Linked DNA regions of Pan troglodytes: region 2 is linked to region 1. A link is a contact called in public Hi-C data. All regions are on one chromosome and are shown on one strand. Each heading gives the region's core, a stretch centred on a gene start, on an enhancer-like site or on the middle of the called end of the contact. The rest is flanking DNA. Distances are from core to core; before and after follow the strand shown.

What was found. A called contact is a pair of places that touch in the nucleus more often than the background predicts.
Region 2: a contact with region 1 is called in a Hi-C map of induced pluripotent stem cells, with 2.7 times the contacts expected there. The contact joins two enhancer-like sites. A contact is called at or near these places in 4 of 7 Hi-C or Micro-C datasets (blood, induced pluripotent stem cells and stem cell-derived neural progenitor cells) and 1 of 1 other capture datasets (stem cell-derived neural stem cells).

Annotation. Positions count from the first base shown.
Region 1 is chr13:70,358,446-70,365,270 of NHGRI_mPanTro3-v2.0_pri, reverse strand. No RefSeq gene overlaps it. Among named protein-coding and RNA genes, the nearest start is that of STK39, 99 kb to the right of the region's middle. Within about 2 kb of position 3,285, at least 10 of the 24 cell types and tissues checked have an H3K27ac peak or open chromatin away from gene starts, as enhancers often do. A contact at or near this core is called in induced pluripotent stem cells, where this site is marked.
Region 2 is chr13:70,765,904-70,772,426 of NHGRI_mPanTro3-v2.0_pri, reverse strand. The region is part of intron 8 of CERS6 (ceramide synthase 6); the gene reads right to left. Among named protein-coding and RNA genes, the nearest start is that of NOSTRIN, 37 kb to the left of the region's middle. Within about 2 kb of position 2,541, at least 2 of the 24 cell types and tissues checked have an H3K27ac peak or open chromatin away from gene starts, as enhancers often do. A contact at or near this core is called in induced pluripotent stem cells, where this site is marked.

The sequences.
Region 1 (6,825 bases), core at 2,036-4,535:
ACTGTTCCCAAAGTCATGAGTTGTTGTTGTTGTTGTTAACAAACCTCTTTATTTCCTACAATAAGTATATTCCATCTTGCATTTGCTTTAATAGATGAGAGTTTCCAATGTCATTAGTGATTTTTAGCACTTTATAGCACCATCATATTTTTATAACCAAGGCCAGGGAGATGAAAGGGGTATTGACAATATTTGTTGGCATTTGTTGTTGTCTTTGTAACCAGAACTGCCTCTTTTATTCTGTGCTTTTTCTAATTATTTCTGGTTATGATAATGTTTTTCTTTGGCTTCTAGGGGGAAGTATGTAATGATGTTTGTGACAAAAATAAATGTGATCAACTGGTAAAAACAGCCTGATGTTGTGTCTTCAGTGAATGTTCCCACTAGCCAGGCCGAGCTTAAGGTTAGTGATCCCATGGCACACACAACCTTCAGGTAAAGCCAACAGGGAAGAAACGAATTCAAAACAGTGTAAAATAGTATGGAGCCAGCACTTTCTATTCTATAGAGAGAAGTAACCTCAGAAAAAGACTATGGCAAATGACTAGGGCAACCCCTTATGTCTTCACATCGTATTCCATCCTCTATGATGAAAGAGCAAAGTTACTTGAGATTGGAGCATAATTAGAGGATGGAAAGAAATTTAAGTGTTCCCATTCAATGCTGCTTTACATACCTGCATTTAAAGGGTCTCGAGACTTTTGACCTGCTGTAATGATTACTGTTCCAGTCTAATTGGTTGACCACTAACATTTACGACCTACTATACTTACCTGGATAACAGGATCTAAAATAATGGTCCCAAGCCACAGTTTGTCTGTAGGAGCTATTGTGTTACATAATATGTGTGTGCTGAATTAGTTTGGTGATTCATGTATAACTGATTGTGGTTATAATCTAGTAGGAGATTACCAAAGGCATAGGATTTGGGTCATAGAGTGGAATGAAGAGTCACCATATTCTCTTCTCAAAGATAATTTAGAATCAGAGAAGCCAAGTAAGACATCTTTAGAATCAAACAAACCAAGTAAGAGCAAAGAATCTGTACTAGAGACCAACAGCCTCCAAAAGAGACGACCAAAGTTCTCCCTGGCATGTCAGAGACTTGAGAATGAGTGCAATTCATACAAAAGAATTGGCATCCCATGATCCAACCTAAAGACAGGAAGTCAAGTCCTATCTTGTCTACTTACTCTTGTGTGTCCTTGAACAAATTGCTATGGAGACAATAATCTCTGTCTATTTCACACGGCTTTTGTGACAAAGAAAATGTATATGAGAGAGAAACTCTTTACGCTGTAAAGTATTACAGAACTAAAAAGACTACCTGAATGACCAGAATGTGAAGGAAGGGGAAGCAGCATTTTGAGTATTCCTTTTTTCCAACCAATATATTCTGTTGATCCTAATGACAACTCTGGTGCTCTTAGCTTATTCTTGCCCCACAAGCACAAAGAAACAGATTTAAGGGTGTGGGATAGTTCCCTGAGCCCAGCCTTCCTTACAGGAGGTCCTTAATCCCTTAGGTGGGAACATTTTTTCAGAAAAAGACTCTCCTGAACATTTACTGACTTTCCCTATGGCCTATTAAGTCTTAAATACATATACTGTGGGGCAGGTCAAACGTTCCCTTAAATTCTTTCAGCTTCAGAATTATTTAATGTGACAGTCGCCATGATGGCATCATAGAGCCACCCAATACCCACGCTGACTGGACCTCACCATTCCGCAGCTCTCTTTAGCAGCTTCCTTTAATAGCTTAAATCTACCCCTCAGGAACTCCCAACTTCCCTTTAAATGTGATTAAATTTTGTATTTAATTGTTTAATTATTTTTAAACTAATTTCTGCCTCTAGGTGTATGGTCAACTAAACAGTCCAGAAACCATGTAGCTCCACAATAATCAGAAATTCTGGATCCAGTAAAACAAATCTCCTTTAAGACATGGCTGAATGCTGGAAGAAAGTAAAGAAAGTTCCTGGAGTCAAAAATGAAGTGAGAAGGAAAAATTAGAGCAGTGAGTACATGCATGTATGCTAGAGCCACTCAGGGTGGGAGTTGCCTGGCTTGGCCACCTAGAGGCTTGGATTAGAATGCTCAGGCCAGGGCAGAATGTGAGGCCTGGAGATACAAAATGCTGGGTGTTGGAACTGCAACCCCTGCAGAAATCCTGGTCCTCAGAAGGGCTATACTCAGAGTGAGGGAGTGAATCAGGAAATGCACCCATCGGCTCAGGGAGACAATAAAGGTGATTTTCTATCTCAGTGGTCTGGGCTCTAGGGGAAAAGTTTCCCTTGAGAGTTTGTAATCATGGGTCTGTCATTCCATTGGTTCTGAAAACCTCTAAACTGAGAAATAAACATAAACTGAGATGGGGGCAGTAATTCCCCTTGGGCAACTAACAGAAACAAGGGCAAAACCTTCCTGATCTAGAGGATTAGGGTTGTCCAGGCCCCTCGGGATTCCCTCCAGCCGTTCCTGCATTTCAAGATGCATGCTCTTAAGCTCTTATTCTCATACTTTTCAGTTCCAATGACCACAACTCTTTCAACAAATTTTTATAGGAGTTTCCAGAAACTTCATCCTGCTCATTTTTTTCTGTGTTCTAACATGTCATGTTTCATTTAAAATGTATCCTTTTCCTCCAGTTCAGACCTAAAGGTAATACACCGGAAATTGTCTAATGTGTGGTATAAAATAGGACCATGATAAAAAAAAAAAACCAAAGTAATAAAAAATTATATTACTGTAATAACTTATTAACGTCATATCACTATAATAAAACTTTTATTACAATAACAACTACAGTTGAGTATGTCTTATGTGCCAAATACTATGTACTAGACATGCACACTCCTTTTTAATCCTGAGGAAATCCTGGGATAGGTTCTAACACTACCCTCCTTCTACACATGAGGAGAAAGAGGCTTAGTAACTTACCCAGGGTAAAGGAGCTGGGAAGTGGTCACAGAGCTGGCAATGTGTTATCACCAAAGCCAGGATTTAAACCCAGCCCTATCTGCCTTCAATGCCCTTGCTTTAAGCCACTAATCCTCCATCTCTCTTAATACTAGTCCTGGTAGGGCTAGTTCCCTTGTTAGTGACTATCACGCGCTTGAAAGTGTTTGAAGCGACCTAATATTCCTAGGATCCTTACTTCTATAAACATTTAAATCACAGTTATTTTTCCCAAAGATAGATTGTCATGGGAGAGGGGAACAAAGACTAATGAGGAAGGCACAGGCAGGAAGCGGGCAGAGGACCAGAAACAAAAGCAAAGATAGGAGTGGGTGGGGACACGGGAAATTTCTTTTGCTTACTTCACAAGCTTACAGCCGACCTGGCCTGGCAGGTGACAAGGTGCCTCAGGATGACACAGCCAGGGATTCTTCTAGGCCATGAAAATGTTCAGTTGCTTTTGATTTCTTACATTTTTTTGAAGGTAATACTAGATTTCTGAAACGGCTCTCACCGACACGCCTTTGTTTCTCCTGGAGCCACGGCTCCGCAGCAGAGGACATTTGTGTTTGGGAAGCCTGCCCCCTCCTGGATTAGTGAAATCTTACAGGCCGGGTTTGCAAGCTCTCCAAAATTAGATCTAGTGTGTGAAAATGTTTAAACTGTCGTTCAGAGATTTGAGGAAAACAAATAATTTTTTTCATATGATTTCCCTGAGATTTTTGGATTCTTCTCATATAAATCTTTAGGTGGATTTTATGGATTTTGAAATAATACCCACCTAAAAATCCTGAAAAAATGTTTTAAGGACCCAAAGAGATAGTAATAACAGCAATAATGGTAAACATTATATTCAGTGATTTCTATGTGCCAGCACTGTGCAAAGTACCATGTGAACAATGCCAGTTGCAGCACTCACCACCACCCCAAGAGACAGGTTCTCTGCATTATTACCCCCCACCTTACAGAAAGCCTCAAAGCAGCAGTCCCCAACTTTTTTTGGCACGAGGGACCATCTTTGTGGAAGACAATTTTTCCACAGACCAGGCAGGGGGTCGGGGTGGGAGTGGTTTCAGGATGAAACTGTTCCACCTCAGATCATCAGGCATTAGATTCTCATAAGGAGTGTGCAACCTAGATCCCTCGCATGCACAGTTCACAATAGGGTTCACGCTCCTATGAGAATCTAATGTCACTTGCTGATCTGACAGGAGGCAGAGCTCAGGCAGTAATGCTCATTCTCACCAGCCGCTCACCTACTGCTGTACGATCCCATTCCTAACAGGCCACAGACTGGTACAGGTCCGCAACCATGGGGACCCCTGCAAACTGGAGATCTTCTCTACCGCCACCCTCACACACCCAACCACCCGTAGGTTGGGAGCCCCTGAAATTCTTGAACTGTCATGCCATCCTATTGACCACACTTGATTGAATCAGAAATAATCAACCAAGCTGAGTGACTTGAACACTTTCTCCTGGGAATTTGGAAGCAGAATGAAAATAGCCATCAGTCTAGGCTTGTCACTTGAATGGAGGTCATCAAACATCAGGAGCCCACTATGGAAGAGCATCTGCTGCCACGTGCATGGAGAAGCAGAAAAAGATAACCAGAAGAAAGAGAAAAGAACAAAGGGGAAGCACAGAAAAAAGACAACTTCCCTTTTCTTAGTCCCAGTCCCCCGTGAGGCTCCCCTGCTGGTTACACTGATTTGGCTACTTGAAATAGGTTTGTTTTTGTCTATCAAAAAAAAAAAGTGTATATAACTAAGTCGTGTGAGCAGTAATATGTAAAAGTGAACCAAATCTACTGTTATAATGGAATAAAATCTGAAGTTAATATGGCACATTGAATGATGTGCATAATTTTATTGTACTCCATGGCAATTAGGCTCTAATAGGGAGCAATTAATGAAAATGACTATAATTATTATCATGTCAATAACACTAAGCCAAGCAATTCCAAAGTCAGCTGTAGGGAGGAGGAATTAGAGACAGCAGGAAGTTGTTCTGGGGTTCCTCGGAAGAACCTGGGATTTAAAAACCAGGAGACTAAGTCCCCCACCTTGCCACTCACTTCTCTAGCAACCATCACCCAGGAGGACTCCGGAGGTCCCAGCTAAGAAGCTGTGAGCCTCTAGCTACTCCTCGCCACTCTCCTTTCCCTACCTCTTCCCTTGCTGCTTCTCCAAAGAGGAGTCCTGAGGATGGTGGGTTGTGGGGGAAGGGCTGCATCTGCTTGAGAGGCTGTCTGTTCCTCAACACTGGATTGGTGAAAGCTGGAGCACAGAGAATTGGAAGCTGTTTTAGAAGAAGTTGCCAGCCTACTTTCCGTGGTGCACGCCTCCTTCAGTCTATGTCTACCCTTGGCACAAAGCATCATCAACATGGTCCAGAATAGCTCAGCTGGGATCTGTGTTGAGGCTGGCGATGAAATCCTCATGGCAATAAAATGCATGCAATGGCCTGGCTTTGCTCTCTGTTCCATGGGCAGCTGCGGCTAGGAGTGTGACACATGATTGAGGTAGGACTGGATTGGGTTGTTGAGACTGCTGCATCCCAACCAAATACCATCATCTCAGTCTCTTTTCCACTGACGTACAACTAACAAAGACCCCTCAGAACAGTCAACGAAAGCCAGATCCTAGACATCTGAGTAGTTTGACTTAAAGTAGCCAGCACTTAGAAAAATCCAGTGACTGGAAATATTCTGTTTTCCTCCTTCCACTAAACCAGTACCTCAGTCTGAACTTCCACCAATTTGTGCATTTGTGTTAGTAAGCAAATAAATATCAGCTATTTTACATGTATTACTTCCTTGAAAATGGTTGTTTTTTTTTTTTGGTTTGGGGGTTAATTAATCTAATTAATTAATTAACTGTGATCCTGGCATAAGAGCAATGGGAATGTTATGGAAAGAACCAAGAAAGGTTTTTCCGGAGTTATTCAGTACACATTAAGTACCATGTTAGTCATTGTGTTAGGCCCTGGAGGGAAAAAAATCACAAAACAGAGCTCTACTTTTTTTATTTTCAGATGCAGTCCCACCCTGTTGCCCAGGCTGGAATGCAGTGGCACCATCCTGGCTCACCACAACCTCCACCTACTGGGTTCAAGCGATTCTCCTGCCCCAGCCTTCCAAGTAGCTGGGACTACAGGTGTTTCTGTATTTTTAGTAAAGACGGGGTTTCGCCATGTTGGCCAGGGTGGTCTCGAACTCCTGACCTCAGGTAATCCACCTGCCTTGACCTCCCAAACTGCTGGGATTACAGGTGTGAGCCACCACACCTGGCCAGAACTCTACTCTTCAGGAACTTAGTGCATCAGGTACTCAACAGTAAGTAGCGTGGTGACTTAGGGGCAGGAAAAAAGGAGGCTGTTTCCATCTTGGAACATTTTAATAACCTCCGAACATTTTATACAGATAAAGCTGGGTTAAAACAGATATTAAGAGGTGCCTAGGAGAGAAAGGATGGGGGTGGGAACTGGAAGAAAATTGTAGGAAAGGGGAGGGTTGTTATCTTGGAGCTGGAGATGGCTTCGTCCTAGTGCATCTGAGGGCTGTTTTTAAATAGTGTCTGTCTGAATCATTCCTCCGCCCTCCACCCTTCACTTTCCACCCTCCACCCAACCCTCTTCCTGAGTCACCCCGGCTGCCATTTCTCATTCTGAAAGGAGAAAGAGGAAAGGATATAATTTGTATCAAATCCCTACAAGCTGCTAGGATACATTGGTGCATTTCCATTGGAACATTTCATCTACACATACCACAGTGCAATGGATGGGAGTTCTTCTGTGTAAAGATGGGGAAACTGAGGTGCAAAGGGGTAGGTAGCATGACTCTCCCCTTATTACACAGCTGGTAAG
Region 2 (6,523 bases), core at 1,292-3,791, 410 kb before region 1:
CTGGGTACTCCCTCCCTAACCAATGCAATTGTATCCCTGAGAGAGATTTTAAGATAGATAAGACTAGGTACCTACACTCAAAGAGTTTACAAATAACTGTAGGAGACTCAGACAAATACACTGATTACTAAGGTAGAATTATTAAATATAATAGGTGTTCCAAGCAAAGGGAGCATTTTGAGCAAAGGCATGTACAGGCCGGAAAGCAAAGGGTATACACAAGGGATCATGCATAGCTGGACTGGGTACCTGCAAGGCAGTAGTTAAAGGAGAAGTGTTGGCATAATTTTGTGGAAGGTCTTTCTTGCTGGGAAGAAAAGTTTGAACTTACAGTGGAAAACAAAGGAAATCCTGGAAAATTTGGGAATGGGGGTGGGGGAACTAGATTAAGGCCTTGATTTAGGAAGAATGTTATGGAAACTGTGGGATGGTTTCCATCAGAGGAGATTGGAGGTGTGAAGACGCTGCATAGAGGCCACTGCAGTTATCTTGACAAGAGGACATAAAGATCAAGAGCAAGGCTTGAGAAACACAGCTGCTCTTTTAAAAAAAAATACTGCTCAGTGATTATTATAGTCCATGGAAACAAGTACTCCAGAGAAATGTGGAGCAGTGAGAGAGAAGGATAAACAGGAAGAATGAGATTCCTCAAGAGAGAACAAAGCTTGATTTATTTACTGAAGTGGCATGGGCTCCCATAGCAGAGTTTGCACCCACCTCCCCCTCATCCAGTAGTGCTCTGTCTTCTGGTATCATATCTGGGTCATAACAAAGTACCTGATACAGCCCACACCCCAAACCACATCCTCAGTCTCTTTTCTCTTTAGAAAAGGTGATCAACTCATTGGCACAACTGGTTGTTAGTATTGCAGTAAATAAGTTTCCAGCCATATTCTAGCCTGCAGATTCTTTTAACCTGACACTTCCTGCTATAACCTCTTACTTGTGTTTAGGATAAGTTTTGAGGTAACATGGCTTTTGATCAAAGTCACTGCTATCATCAATATTTAGCTCAGTGACCACAGCTATGTTTTGCATCTATAGCATGGAAGCAAGTGAAGGTAGCAAGGGGGAGTCAGGTTAAATATTTGGTAATCAAGAAAGTTAAGTGGAATTAACTTTATTTTTATTAAGTTTGTATTGTATGCCCAACACTTCCAGGAACTATGGAGGATACATAATAGTGAACCTCAAAGAACTTACTATCTATTTGAGGAACTGGGGTTGGAATATAAATTGGCACACTCTATTTGGCTGATAATGTTACAATATGTGTCAAAATGTGCACATCTAATGAACCGTGATCCTCTTTGCAAACATTTGTCCTATGGAAGTAATCAGGAATCCGTGAGGAAATTTGTTCATGAAGATGTTTATTTCAATATTATTTATAATAGCAAGCCACTGGAAACATCCTAATTAATGCCCTAAAATAGGGCATCAAATAATGACTTTTTCATATGGTAGATACTCTGTAGCCAATGAAATTATATTATAGAAGAACATGTAATGAAATGGAAAAATGCTGAGAGTACAATGTTAAATTAGAAAAGCAGTTATAAAAGCAGTATGTGCAGGATGATCTTACTTTGGTAAAGAAAAAAGATGTAATTTTAAACACATAAAATGTTAGAAACAAAGATATCAAACAATGAACAGTGGTTATCTCAGAGCTATAGGATTGTAATTTTTTCTTCTTTGTGGTTTTAATTTTTCTACAAAATTTCTATAATGAGTATTTAACTATAATTAACATGTATGTAATCATATAAATATCAGCTTACATTAAAATTTGAGGAAGCCACATGAGAATGATAACATACAGCCAAGCATTAACAAAATCCAATAAAGATCTTAACTGGGACAAAGAGTGCAACAGATTTTCACAGGGTTGGATGCAAGGTAGAAGGTGGGGCTCAGATACCGGACCAAATTGAGAACTAGCTAAAATAGGGCAAGGGCAGAAGCAGCTTTCCATAGGACACGCACCAGTGTGCCATGTCAGTTCACCATTGCCATTGCCAAGCCAACACCTGGAAGTTAATTGCCCCTCTCCATGACCTGAAGATCCAAGTTACTACGCTTTCCCTAGAAATTTCTGCATAAACTGCCCCTTAATGTGAATGTAATTAAAAGTGGGTATAAATATGACTGCAAAACTGCCCTGAGCTGCTACTCTCTGCCTAGTGGGTAACCCTGCTCTGCAGGAGCACACAGAGCTGTAGCACTGCCTCTTCAATAAAGCTGTTTTCTTCTACCTCCGGCTTGCCCTTGAATTTTTTTCCTGGGCAAAGCCAAGAAGCCTTGTGGACTAAGCCTCACTTTGGGGCTCACCTGCCCTGCATCAGATGAGTTTCCAGAAAGCCAACTCTCCTAAGTTTCAGAGCTGCAGAAGGGCAGCCTCACTTAGCCAGAGTCCCAGCTTCCTGCTCCAGAAAAGGAGACAGTTGCCGGAATCACTCCACTTCCCCCATCTGCTCAGACTGTCAAGTTTTATGTGCGTTGAATAAGGGGTGGAGACAGCTCTCAGTGAGCATGTGGCTCCCTGGGAGTGCTGAGAAGACAGGAGGCCAGGGAAAAGGAGGGCATACCTGTCGGGGAAAAGGACCTGCCTATATGGGATAGGCTTGCGCATTTCTCACTCTAAAACTGATTTTTAAATTCCGTCTGAACAAAAGAAGCAGCACTCAGATTCATCCATGGTTATGAGTGTGGGGATTCAGATAGCGAAGAGCGGTCAACTTAAACAAATAATATGCATATTTGATATCCTTTGCCCCTGGAATGTGGGTTTGTTGGCAAGTTTGGAGCTGGCTTTGTCAAGGTGCCTGATATTTAGAGCTTAATAGCTGCCTAGGGACTGTGAAATCTGCCTGGGTTCTGCACTCTTCTGTTACTTTCTTATGTCATGATTTTGGAAGATATAGGAGAGAGAGTGCTTCTGGAAAGGATGGGTACAATACCTCAAACCTTGTCTTTTGGGGAAAGGAGGAAATGGTAAGACAGAGGGGGAGGAAGGGATGGGGGAGGCAGGAATCAGGGGGTGGGAAAAGGGCAGACAGAAAGGACACAAGAGATCTGCTTCCCTGGGGCACTGCAGGCGCCTATACTGTGAACCAAGAGCAGGCCTTGCACAAACTCAGCGTGGCATTTAATACCTGCCCCCACCCCCACCCCGCCCACCCCTGACCACGCCATTTCTGGGATTAAATGTTATACTAATAAAAAGACAAATGGATGTGCCATAGACCTTGGGAGAGGGAAGTCCCTGTGCAAAACTCAGAGCCTGAGATCTGAAAGCCTTTTCCACCTGTAACTGCCAGGCTGGAAATCTGCCTGATGTGACCAATTTGCTGGCAAGCCTTGGACAGGCACACACAACGCTTTACTGAAGAAGAAAGAAATACAAACACAATTTGACTGAAGCAGTCCCCAGGCCAGCCATTCGGTGGGGGTGTGCAGGTTCAGGAGTAGGACCACAATGAGTTCTTTTGCAGAAATCACTGCAAACACTTCCAAGTTGTGGCTTTAGAGATGGTGGTTTTGTTTAGTAAAAATTATTTTTCCAATACTCAAAAGACAGTATACAGAGTCTCAGGGGGTTTCATCTAAAAATAAATTTAAAAAATTATTTAACTAACAGGACAAGGCACTCTCTTGTGTTTCCACCAGTTATACTGAGTTTAACTGTGCTTATCCATTCAATGTTAATTACTTATTTCCATAGTCTCTGATCATAAATAAAATGGTTACAGTCAACAAGCTGAAGGTAACACTTCTACTCTCACTGCAGAAAGAGCAATAGCCAAGGCCATACCTTAAATTGGAGAGGAAATTTATCCTACACACCATTGGCCATCTGAGTGTACAGGGCCTAGCTCCTTGTCAGAAGGTTAGGTGGCATCTGGGTAGCATCTGATGCAGCTTTCACTCACAGATATCACAGATTTTGATGAGAAAATCACAACATATTCAAAGAGAAAAGTGGGCAAAGAATATGAATACAGTTCACAGAAGAAATACAACTGGCTTATGAAAACATGAACAAAATGTTCTCCCATATTAATAATCCAATAAATACAAAGTAAAACAGGATACATGCATGTTGAAGTCTTTGGGCTGAACTGTCATGATATCTGCAGCCTAATTTCAGATAATTTGGCAAATGCGCGCGCGCGTGTGTGTGTGTTTATGTGTGAGCGTGTGTAGGAAGTGCTATTGGTATCATAAGGGCTAACGGTGAGTGCAACTGGGGGTATATGCATATTTACTGTATTTTTTCAAATTTTCTGTGGGTTTGAAAATGTTGAAACTAATAATTAAAAGAGAGAATATTTAAACTATATGATCAAATATACATAAAAAAGAGAAAACACTGTATTATCAAAAAATAAAGTGAAACCACTCAAATACATAGTTTGTCAGGGTACAAGTAGGTGAAATCTTCATAGAAAATAATTTGGCTATATATATCCAGAATATCTTAAAATAACTCTCTACCTTCAAAGTCACTTTTACGGTTATCTATCTTTTAAGAAATAAAGGTTACCAACAAAGATTTAAGTTCAAGAATGCTTTCTCAATACTATTTCTACTGTTTTTAAAAAATGATTAAAAATCCATATCTATAGTGGTAGAACATTATTCATACATTAAAATCATGTCTTTTATCTAGTGACATGAGAACATTCTCACAACTTAATGAAAAGTGACAAAAGATTAAAAAAAAATTTGTTGAGACAGGGTCTCACTCCATTGCCCAGGATGGAGTGCAGTGGTGCAATCATGGCTCACTGAATCCTCCACCTCCTGGGCTCAAGCGATCTTCCAACCTCAGCCTCCTGAGTAGCTGGGACCATAGGCATGCACCATCATGCCCGGTTAATTTTTTTAATTTTTATTTTTAATAGAGACGAGGTCTTGCTATGTTGCCTAGGCTAGATTAAACATTACGTACAGTATAATCTCCAATTTTCCTTCAGACATTTTACACACATATGTATAAAACATGATTTAAAGTGCGATTAAATGAACATATGCCAAAATGGTAATTAACACTAGGTACTTCTGATTCCAGGGATTTAAAATGTTTTCTACATTTTCCAAATGTTCTCTAATGAGTATGTATTCTTATAATTAGAGAAAATAACATACTTTAAATCTATACAAATGCATATAATCATTTTTTCAAAGATGATTTTATATATATATATATAAAAACCCTTTACCCTTTTAAATCAGTTTGGAAATAGCTATTTGTGTTCAACTCTCAGGTGCAGAAGAGGGGAAGCTGCTTCAGTGCCAGGGCTGAACATCTTTAGGATTGCACAAGGTGTACCAAGGGGATAAAACTCAGAATTTGAGCCTGTTGTTAGTTTTGGTGTTAACATTCCTATGTGTAAGTATCCTTAGTGTGTCACTCAGATAGTACCACAGAAACAAAGTCAAGCAGAAAAACACCAGACATCAGAAGAGTCTCATCATATCCCTCCACCCAAATCTTCCTTAGATGGAGACCACACTTGGAACGTGATGGCAGAGGGGTGGGATGTGTGCTTTTCTGAAGGTCTGTTAGTGGAGACTGCACATCTTCTTGCATGATCAAGGGCAATAAAGTAAAATAATAAACTTATCAAATAAGCAGTTGATGATAAGTAGCAATAAAATGCTAAAAGAAAACCCCTTTCATAAAGAACCCAAATTGTTTAGATTCTGTAATTCTAAACCTCATTCCTGCTCCAGTCTCTGGCTATAAGTCAGGTTGCTAAAACCTACTTCTTTGTGTTTCTACAAGGTGCTGGGTGGGGCCTCCATGGGCCCAGGCAAGAGGGGGCAGCTCTGGTCTTTCTCTGGGCACATAGCTCCCATGCGGTGAGGGGCATGTGAGGTCAAGAGGATGTGCCACTGGGAGCCCACTCAACCCTTCTACCAGGCTCTGGCAACGTGAATCTGGGGATTCCTGACCCCTCTTTCTGGGTTTACATTTGCCTCTTCTCTGAGGACCAGATGCGGTTATGCACCATATCCAGTTCATTTTTTACACTGATGGGCCTGGGAGGTGACCCAGAGGCCAGCTAATCTAAGAGGGGAATGTGGCATCCCCACAGGTGAGTATAAGCCCCTCAGAGTGCTTGATGACGTTGAAGGTAGGAAGAGAAAGAGAGCGGCTGCCTGCTGGGGACTGGACGCCTACTCTCCCTGAAGTGCCACATTCTGGGGAGGACTCTGGGGGAGATGGACATTCTACACTGAACCCAGACTTCTGGATCATTATATAGGCATATTTCTCCAGGTCTGAATATACTTGATTTAATAGTTGTTAAGTTTGAATTGTAACACAAACATTTAGACATACAGTCTGTGGGTTTCCATTTGTTCTCTTATCCTGGACCTTCCAATTTTAGGGTTGAAGGTCTTGAGTGAAGCATGTAAGCTTTGTTCTACATTTTTAAAAATATTTGGCTGGGCGCAGTGGTTCACGCCTGTAATCCCAGCACTGAGGGAGGCTGAGACAGGCGGATCA